Linked DNA regions of Zea mays: region 1 is linked to region 2. The links are chromatin contacts, called in public Hi-C maps. All regions are on one chromosome and are shown on one strand. The core of a region is the stretch at or near the end of the contact, and the rest is flanking DNA. Distances in the headings are between cores, read along the strand shown. Region 1 holds the start of LOC100274930. Region 2 holds the start of LOC100276913.

Region 1 (5,026 bases), core at 2,428-4,927, 160 kb before region 2:
TATAAGTAAATTATCTCTCTTCATCAATATAAGCTTTTGAGTTAAATTAATTGGTGCATGAAACTCAATACTCAACACGACGTCGTAGACTCCTACTGTGCGGAGTCATGTGGCCATGTAGGCTCGCCTACTATTAGAGATGGATGCGGATGTTAAAACATCCAAAAGAATCCAATGTTCGTATTTGTTTAGTGACAATTTCGATATCCATAATCGTATTTCATTTTAATATAGATACTAAGTGAATGTATCCGTATTCGTTCGCTATAATTTTTCTTTATCCAATTCAGTATTCATATTTGAACAAATTATAAAATATCTATCGTTATCCATATCTACAAATAACAAAGTACCATGTAAAGCTATCTAAAACTTATGTATCTACAATTAATTAGTAATGTAAGTGATGCCAACTTTAGTACAACCAATAATATGCATTATTTAAACTATTTAAAGCTTATCTATGTGGCTAACAACATTATATGATCTTTTATTAATAATGATATATAATCGTTAGTTTCAATATGGCTAATTATGTTAGTTTTAAGTACTTTAATTATTCAGGTGTTGATTAAATTATATATATAACTATTTATTGACAAACATTATTTTTTGTTTCATTAATGTTGTCTGGAGCATGTAACAAATTTAATGAGTACCGCATTGTTTTAGCGCTTGTAATTAGTCTTTTGGGGACTAATGTTTATTTTGTATTTCCTTGTTACATTAGTGGACATACAGATTCATATATACCAAATGGACTGTATACACTCTTCTACAAGATGGTGATGTCCTACTCAATGCAGTCACATAATTTTTATTTATGGACATGCATAACTTAGTATTGTTGGTTTGAATCTTTTTTGAATGCGCCATTTCTTTGTAGGAATAAATAGTGAAGTCTGCTTAATTCTGCGTTTTCATACCATACATCATGGAGGGAAGGAGCCTCATACAAACGGCTATGGATTGTAGATTGAAATGCCAATAGATCTCTAGTTGATCTCTAGACACTAAGCTTCAAATCTATGAGTGACAGTCGCTGGGTGATCTAAGAGCATGAAAATTATCAAGACCATGATCACCGCTCAACGTATGGAGCTATGTTTATTCTTGGTTTGATCTTATATCCTGATTGATGCTATCTCGCTGCCTGGTGTAACTATACTTCAGTGATCTATGGAACTATACACCGTTTAATTTTAAAAACATACATGTACAAATACAACATGTATTATCAATTGCCATTTGTAAATTATTTTATGAGTCCACTGTCATGGAATTGCAAACGTTTTACGCAAATTCTACCTTTGAACATTTATATTAGCTATACTATTACGTGTCACTAATGTGTTTTACTTGTTAAATCTAAAACATCTCAGCTCCGCTTTGAACATTTATGTTGGCACTGTTAGGACCTACGATATTAATGTGTGTTTGGTTTGTAATCTTCAAACATCTTAGCTCTACTTTGAAATGCTCTATTCTTATTAGTGCTTTTGTTATCATAACCAATTGTTCATTTCCAAGAAGACTGGTGCCAGATTCTTATTAGTCCTGACTCTTGACCTCCACGTCAAGAAATACTCTTAGGACTAGTTTGACAACTCTATTTCTATAATGGATTTTCATTTTCTAAAAAATACTATTTTTCGGAAAATATAAATCTCTTGCCGTTGCCAAACTAGACCTTACAATAAGAATTTTATGAGGAAATAGCATAAGCTAGAAAATCTGATGATATTAAAGCATTTGAAATGCTGAGAAAGAGATTAAATCTGTGTAAATGTGAGAATCTTACAGTCAAAAATCTGTTGGCATTAAAATCGTTATGACGTTTTAAAAAAGTTGCAGCATGCTGCGAAATGGGGAGAAACGGAGACTGTAATATGTAAAGGCAGAGTCCTCTCCTCACTGAAGAGGTTTCAGTGCTATTGTGCCAGAGCACGCATTAAAGAGCAATTTACACTTCTAAAACACCTTCATATCACAATATCTGTAGAGGATAATAAGTATATATAGATGCCTATCATAAAACAAAGAATTTTCAGTTCTCTTAGGGGGGAAAAAGAGGAAAAGGGAAATAAAATTACACGGGTTTTCAAAGGATCAGCGTTCCTTTCTCTCTGGAACTGATCGAATATTGTTCTGTCCAGGCTAATACTACATTATGACTGCTTTTACTGGGAGAACTTCGCTGTCCACATGACTCTGTGAATATCCTATCTTTTTATCCGTATAGTTCATGCCGCGCGACATTGTCAGTCATCCATCATCTGCGGCATCTGGATCTCACTAATATAAGATGTCAAAGAAGTTCCAGAACGATTAACTGTCCTGTTGTTGCCACGACACTGCACCAACTGTTGCTGAAGATTTCGGACAAAATTATTCAATCTTTGAATCATCTTTTCTTGAGTGAAGATTATCTGAAACAAGTATAAGGTTATAGCCAAATTTGAATACTGCTGCCAAAAAAAGATCTCTTCCAGTCCTCTAGTACGACACAATAATTTTCTTTCTAACCAAATTGCAATGTGCTGGGACAACAACATAAGACTATATCTAATATGAGGTTACTGAACACATCTCAACGCTTACACTTACCATGAAAATAAGGTCTTGGAAGCAATAATTTGCATGTTATTAGAGCCCTGCTATTCAAGCTCCTTTTCATCTCAAATTTTGCCACTATCTAAAACTAAAAAAAATCGCTTAAAGCATTCAGATACACAAAGTGAGTCGCCTCACCTGATCCTTGACAAGCTCTTCTCTACTTGAAACATGTTTCTGGTTGCGAGCCGTAGATTCCAACTCGTTTACAAGCTGTTGCTTCCATTCAAACTGGGATGTGATTATGAGTACCACCAACAGGAAGACAAGCACTACAGGCTTTGACACCATTATATTGTATGAGAGGAAACCTAGAAACAAATTCATCAATGAACGCACTAATATGCAGACATTGCTATTCATCTGAAAATCACGAAGTGCTTTTAAAAATAATATAGGGAAGTGAATAAAAGGTACGCAAACCAAATCACGACCTTTCTTTTAGTACTTGTTTCAATGCGCTACATACAAGAACAAGATTAGCCCCTTCGATGCTATTCCAATCAGTACTTGATATTTCCCCATCACAGGCAACTGAACTACTGAAGTGGAAGTGTATGGTCCATGACTCATGAGACTCATGACAATAACTGTTACAGCAATTACCAAGATTCGCGGGCAAATCCAATTCTCAGACACGCGGGCGCTCGAAACAAAATCGACCAATATGGTAGGGATCCCCTATTTATTTATTTATTTTAAAAAATAAACTCGAGTGAACTTTGGGGGCCAACGCCAACATGTCGAGGCGCGCCAACAGGAGCAATTAGCAGACGCTATCGCACAAGGGGGGCACTCTACTAAATTTGGTTCCGTTGGCAACACAACGATCACCGCACAGGGACCGACTTGCGCCACGCACGCACGAAGCGAATGAACGGGCGGGTCACGGAAAAAGACGAGAAGAGAGGAGGGGGGAGCGGCCGACCAGGAGAGGATAGCTCACAGGGCAGCGGCTCATCGGCTGACGAAGCCGCGGGGCTAGTACGGCGAGGCGATGAGACGGTGGCGGCACGTGGCAGCTGCCGCCGGCGCCCGGCGAGAAGCGGTTGCTTGGGAGGAAGATAAGCGAGGAGAGGAAAGAGAAAACCTGAAGAAACTGCGGAAAATGGGGAGAAGCACGGCAGCGGGCGGGGACCCACTCGGTTTGGACGTTGTACGAATCGTGCGGTTGTGGTTTCCGCGACTCCGCCTGTCCGCCGTCTGATTATGGGGCCTTCGACGGTTGGAGATGGAAGGTGTGCTTCGTTAGGTGCCTTGTCCTTTCGGATTTCCCCCCTAATCCGCTTAGTTTGAAATTTTAAACCCCTCAAAAATAGGAGGAAAATAAGGGTTTGTTTGAGAGCATAGGATTGATAAATAGTTAGAGATTTTAACATTCTCAATCCCCTTGCTCCAAAGAAGCCATGGTGGGGAAAATAACTAATATGTTCCCCAAGCCCATCGAATTTCAGAGAGAATTTGAGTTTCCAACTAGCACTCAAATTTACAGCGGGTTTTCTTACAATTCCATTCCCAAGTCAGCAAGGTGAACAATGAAAAATCTCAGCTGAACTGTCAAATTTCTACGATATATGATTAGATGAGTTTTGTTTGTAAGATAGGTGTTTAAACTTGTCGTTGTGTTATTTTGGTTTTTAATAAACTTATAAAATTCTCATTGAATACCTAAATTATAAAATTCTCATTGAACCCAAATATATTTAACCTTAGCTCTCCATGTCAGATATATAGGACTCAATAAATCAGTTGAACCTCCTCCCTCACTCTTCTTACTCTATAGTCACCTTTGTCTCTCTTCTCCGTTGAGCCCCCTAGAGATTGTGTGCCTGAGTGACAGAGTGAGTGTATCTCTATCATAACTATAATGAAATGTGTGCCACTATCGTCATCCTTGTCCTCATCTTCTTGCTTCCATACTTCCGCGTTAGGGTGTACAAATTTTTGGATGGCTAAATAAGGGTGACCATTTATTTAAAATTTTCTAGCAAATACACATTAGACAAATAGTTAGCATAAAAGAATATCATAATATTCACTACCAGTATCTGTAGCTTTTAAGAATAAGGTGATCAAGACTTACATGGTCCTACTGCTTAAGAGATCAACTAAGCTATGTCACTAGAATTGATAAACTAGCTAGGTTTGTTCTCTAGGATGACAAGTTCTGCTGAATAGCACAAATAATGTAAGAGTAGAGTAACAATCAATACCACAAAAAGAAGACAATATATATCTATGTGGTTTAGTGATGTGCCATTTACTTACATGCACTTTGAGGCAAGCCAAATGATCATTGATCCTCTACCAACCTCAACAATCCAACAAGATTGGCTTCGGCATAAGTGCATGATCTTTAATTATCTCTATCACTAGGTGCTTACAAATACTAGATATATGGATCATATTTTAT
Region 2 (5,079 bases), core at 285-2,784:
TGACGAGTTTATGGAGATACCTACATGCACAAAGGGTTGGCATAATGCTGATGCGGTGTGAATTCACGCCATGCTTAAGGCTGTTTTCATGTTGTATCGTCACCTGCCATGTAAACACCATTTCTGCAGTTTATTGAGGATTTCATTTGGAAGTGTGACAAGAGCTTTGAGGATGGGCTCCGGGCTGCGGGCTGCCTAAGCTTTGCGCACGGTAGCTGTCTGGAAATCTTACGTGATTCTCCTTGTACTCTGGACCACATTTGGTGTCTGGATTCAAATTGGGGTTTTGTCTGTTTGAAGCCGAAGGATGCCAATATTTTAACCATGTCTAAGCCAGAGAAGTTAGCGCATGCTGTGGAGCGGTAGAGGTGCCGTGTTTCTTGTGTGTGTTCCATGGCTGCTGGAGAAGTCCTGTCCGTGTACTGGTTTGCTCGGTTTGAGCAGGCAAAAGCCTGGACCATGCATCACTAGTTTGTTCTACCGCTCCTCACTCCCCAGACCAGAAAGTTGTTGCCAATCTACAATATAATGAAAACTTAGCTGCACTCTTGGAAAGAGAAAAGCACAATCTCTTGATTTATTGGATGCTGTTTTGGCGTGCATACACTAGCATTATCATTATGTCATGGATACATGGACATGGGATTCAAATGTAAGTAGTACTGGTAGTGCTTTGGACACGGCAGCGTTCAGGTTCAAGGGATGCCGATGATCGGGATGAACGGGAAGAAGAAGAAGAAGGGAGGCAGTCCTCCAAAACTGAAGGGCGGCCTGTTGCCTCCACGGGACGGTGGAGTCCACGCCGGCGTCCGTGCCGCCGGTGGCGTCGGCCTTAGCGCTGGCTCCATCGGGGCGTTACCACCCTGGTGTTCACGGTCGGCCATGGTCGCAGCGACAGCGGAGCCGCCGCTAGCCGCAGCGCACCTCGTGAAGAAGGCGAGGCGGGAGCCCAGAACATAGGAGGCGGGGTAGGAGGCGGAGCCAGGCCCCCGGGCCGGGACGACGCGCGCGACCGTGAGTCCCCACGGCGCGCAGAGCTGCTCCGTGGCGCCGAGGACCCTGGCCGCGCACGGCGCGCCCGAGGCTGACGCTTCTGCTGGCACGGCCACGTCGAAGTTGCCGCGCCCGTCGGTCTGCGCTGCGTGGAGGCCCGCGCTGCCGTCGCCGTCGCCGGCGCATTTCACCGCCACGACCACACCTGTCACCAAGCACAAACAAAAGGCACGATCGAGAAGTGAGGGACAAGAAGTGAGGTGAGACTGAGAGTGAGACCACCAGTGTACCGTACGTACCGGAGAGATCGTGTCCCTCGGCGCAGTCGAGGCAGGCGACGGAGCCGCGGAGGCGGAGCGCGGCGCTCTCGCACGGCACCGCGCCGAGCGCGACGGCGAGGAGCAGCAGGAGCGCCCCGGCGAGGGGGAGCCGAGGAGGAGCCAGCATAGGGAACGTACGACGAGTGATCTGCATGGACAAGGAAAGCTGGCGCGTCGACCGTTGAGACCGCCTGCTGCTCGGTGCTCGCTTACCAGATGTGTTATGTGTACGCGGCTAGTATACGCACTCAACGCTGTCGCGGGTACTTGTAGTCCGAGGAGAGGAGATCACATCGGCGGGGGATCGGAGTGGCTGTATTGAGGGCACGGCGGCCGATCATCATGTAGCGTAGCCACTGGCCAACCAACTTGTCAGCCTCTACCCGGGCACCTGCGCTCAACTGCAACTCATCATACCAACGACACAGATAGCCACCTGCTCCAACCTCCCAACAACAAAAGAGGGCGGAAGACAACGCCGCCGCTCGCCAGGCTCCTGGTAGCACCACCCGTCAGCCATTGAGGCAAGGCAACGCACCCGACACCCGTAGGCCGTGCCGTAGAGTAAACACAGCTAGCCGTATTTGGACGAGACGAGGCACGGCACGGTGGGGCCGCAGCAGCGTGGGAGATGGTTTTAGTACCACATTGGGACTAAGGCAGTGCGCCGATATTAATACAGTTAAAATTATTTTTTGGGAACATTTAGGGTCATCAAACGTCGACATTAAACTTTCTACTCAAGGGTTGATTAAGATTTGAAGAGAGTACTAGTATACGAACTAACCATGCATCGAGTTTGTATGGGATGTGGCATCTCCTCAAGGATGGTTGCAAAGCCGGCCCGTCGGTACTCTTGAGGGTTGTTGGGACGAAGGTCGAACCAGACCTCGATTAACCCTTCGTGCGACCACGTCTGGAGCTAGGCTAACTTGTCTGTGAATGTGGGACCCAAACATAAATAAGGCTTTGGCCATCCCGCACAGCCGGTGCAGACTACGGTGCATGAGAGCCCTCACACTCTCCTCCGATTGACGTCGTCGGAGCGAAGGCTGGCCACTGCGGGGGCTCTTCGACTCGAAGTCTACCTGGAGGGCTGACGCGTTCGATCCACCGCCAGCTTACCCTCCGAACGAGTTGATCCCACAAGAGCACGCAAAGGCACTGGACCTCGAGGCTGGTTGCGGCGAAGGTGCTAGGAAGCTGAAGGTACTAGGACTTTTATCCCCGGGTCGGAGGCCTCGAGGCAGTGGACGGGAGCAAGGCCCACAAATAGCAGGTGAGAATATGAAATCGAGCCTTAAGCACCACAAATACCATGTACATGTGTGGGCCTTGCTCATTGTGTGCCAGGAGAGCAAATGGAAGAACATGTACATGGTATTTGTGGTGCTTAAGGCTCGATTTCATATTCTCACCTGCTATTTTTTAGAGTGGGTCCACCTGCTAGACCCCAAGGCCCTTTGTCCAGATCCCCTAGCGGGTAAACGATTTGGTGTAATTAGGCACGAGCCAATATTGTACTGTAATTACCCTATTGCACGACATATTCTAAGAATATAGTAGGTAACTAGTGATACGATCATATTTAGGCTTGTGTCCCCCTGATTACCCTATAAATACTCCCGTCCGGATCCCGACACGGATACACTTGACAAGACATTTCAGCTTCCAGGCTAACCGTTTTGTTGTGTGTTGCTTATCCCAGCAACTCCCAAGTGTTTGGGCCCGCTTGTCAGGTCCTAATAGGGGTGATGATTGTATTGGTGCTGCAACCAAGAACTCGAGTATCTTGTACTCGTCCACTTCGTATGGTCCTCCACGCTCATCCTCAATGATCATTAGTATGCATAATGATATATGCACACATGATCACACCGAGTACCTACTGAAAGAAAGAACGACCTAAGGTTGTGAGAATATGAAATCGAGCCTTAAGCACCACAAATACCATGTACATGTTCTTCCATTTGCTCTCCTGGCACACAATGAACACTCACTACTTTGGAGTCTATGGGAGTGGAATCGTCTTCATGAACACCAAACACAGAGGGTATATGTTATCGACAATGTAGTACCCTTGGTTGTACTCATGGTCATTCACCGTGAAGTTCACATTTTGTGCTTCATCCTTAAGCATGTCAGGTTGAGCACATTCACATTATCATTCAATGTCGTCACCCTAAAAAAGCATGCCAGATCCACAAGTCATGTGAGGCAACCGTCTCGAGCATGATTGTCGGAGATCTAATGTCCCCTCTTATGAATTGTCCTCTCCATCCAATAGGATAGTTCATCCACTTCTAATGCATGCAAGCTATACTCCCTATAGTACTAGAAAATCCCTTCCCTACCCCTTAGCTAATTGATGCATATGGTCATCAGCAGTGGGATGACGCATGTACTCCGCCCTACAACATGCAATAACACCTCTACACAATAGCTCGAGACACTCTAATAAGGAACTGTTTCCTATTTTGATGTACTCATCGATGGAGTCAGTAACACTACCGTACGCAAACATGCGTAGGACAGCTGTGAACTTCTGGTGGAGAAGGAACCGCTGCGGTTGAGTGTATCGGTTCGAAGAGTGAAGTAGGGGGAGTGGTCACCTAGCCTCTCTAAGGTGTGAGGGAAGTGTCTCCTTCACATGTGGTACATTCAATGAAAGTAGAGTGGTGGGTAGACACACGAGTCATTTGATGTAGTCTTGCATCAGTCGGTCGTAGGTGGATACACGGTCACAGTTGATGTATCTCCAATGTTTCCTCGATCGCCCCTTCAACATGGAAAACTCAGAGGCAAGCTCTACCGTCTATTGCATTATATTTTACTGTAGCAACTTGAAAGTGCATTCATCCCTTTTGTGAGTTTTGGTGATTTGGATGACAACACATTTAAAGGACTAACAAGTTTGCTAAGTGTTGAACAGGAAATTCAGTATGATGAACATACTTGAATAGTGTATAATGACAGTGAACAAAGGTTCAACACAAGGTTAAATAACCAATGAGACAATGCAAATGGATATAATATGATCTCTATATTGGTTTGAATATATAGACAAGACCTGAGAAATCACTATGCATAAATATGATCATAATAGAGGTTGAAGTGATTAAGAGGATTGGTCAAGCCAAAGTGAATAAGATATGAGGAACCGTGAATTGGCTTGACCATATTACTATTAGTCCATATATGAATATATGAGAATCAAACTAGAGCTTGATTGATCTTAGCAGTTATATCTAGATGACATTCAAGCAAGGTTCACAATATTGAAGAAATGATTCTCTCAATGGATGCTCAATAGGATGTGACTCAAGAATGGCTTGACAGGGTGAAGATAGCAAGGAAAGGGCTTCGAGGAACTAAGCGAAGGTGAAGGCCAAGCAACGGCTTGTAGACCGAGGTACCATGGCTAAGGTGAAGAAGAGAGTACTTGCACTAAGTCGATGAACTAATCAGCTATGAAGAGTTACAACATGTTGATGCATCAGTAAGGTGACTTGAAGCCATGATTTGAACTCATATATGGTGAAATGGCACAAGTCACAGGCTCGATTTGTGTTTGCTTCAAAAGGTGAGACAAAGATGTTTGTGATCCTTATGAAGCAACACCATGGAGAAATCACACTTGAGACACCAATGACTCAAGGAGTTTACTTAATTATATTTTATCTAACTTGAGTGTAGGAATCGTCGTACTATCAAGGGGGATCCATAAATAAGGTTGGTGTTGGTACTAAAGCTCAAAATCCTTGAT

Evidence for each region. Hi-C and Micro-C count contacts between places; a contact is called where the count stands out from the background.
Region 1: a Hi-C map of leaf mesophyll shows a contact between it and region 2, with 2.7 times the contacts expected there. The contact joins the promoter of LOC100274930 here to the promoter of LOC100276913 in region 2. A contact is called at or near these places in 7 of 25 Hi-C or Micro-C datasets (ear, leaf, leaf mesophyll and 3 more).

What each region holds. Positions count from the first base shown.
Region 1 is chr5:173,136,513-173,141,538 of Zm-B73-REFERENCE-NAM-5.0, reverse strand. LOC100274930 reads right to left here and starts at 3,677. Exons shown (of 3, transcript NM_001365191.1): 1 at 3,560-3,677; 2 at 2,752-2,924; 3 at 2,001-2,429. The coding sequence starts at 2,904. The coding sequence ends at 2,262.
Region 2 is chr5:172,971,485-172,976,563 of Zm-B73-REFERENCE-NAM-5.0, reverse strand. It overlaps LOC100276913, which reads right to left and starts at 1,534. Exons shown (of 2, transcript NM_001165426.1): 1 at 1,293-1,534; 2 at 556-1,198. The coding sequence starts at 1,467. The coding sequence ends at 696. LOC100286145 (integrin beta-1-binding protein 2) reads left to right here. Exons shown (of 6, transcript NM_001159033.2): 6 at 1-679. The coding sequence ends at 61.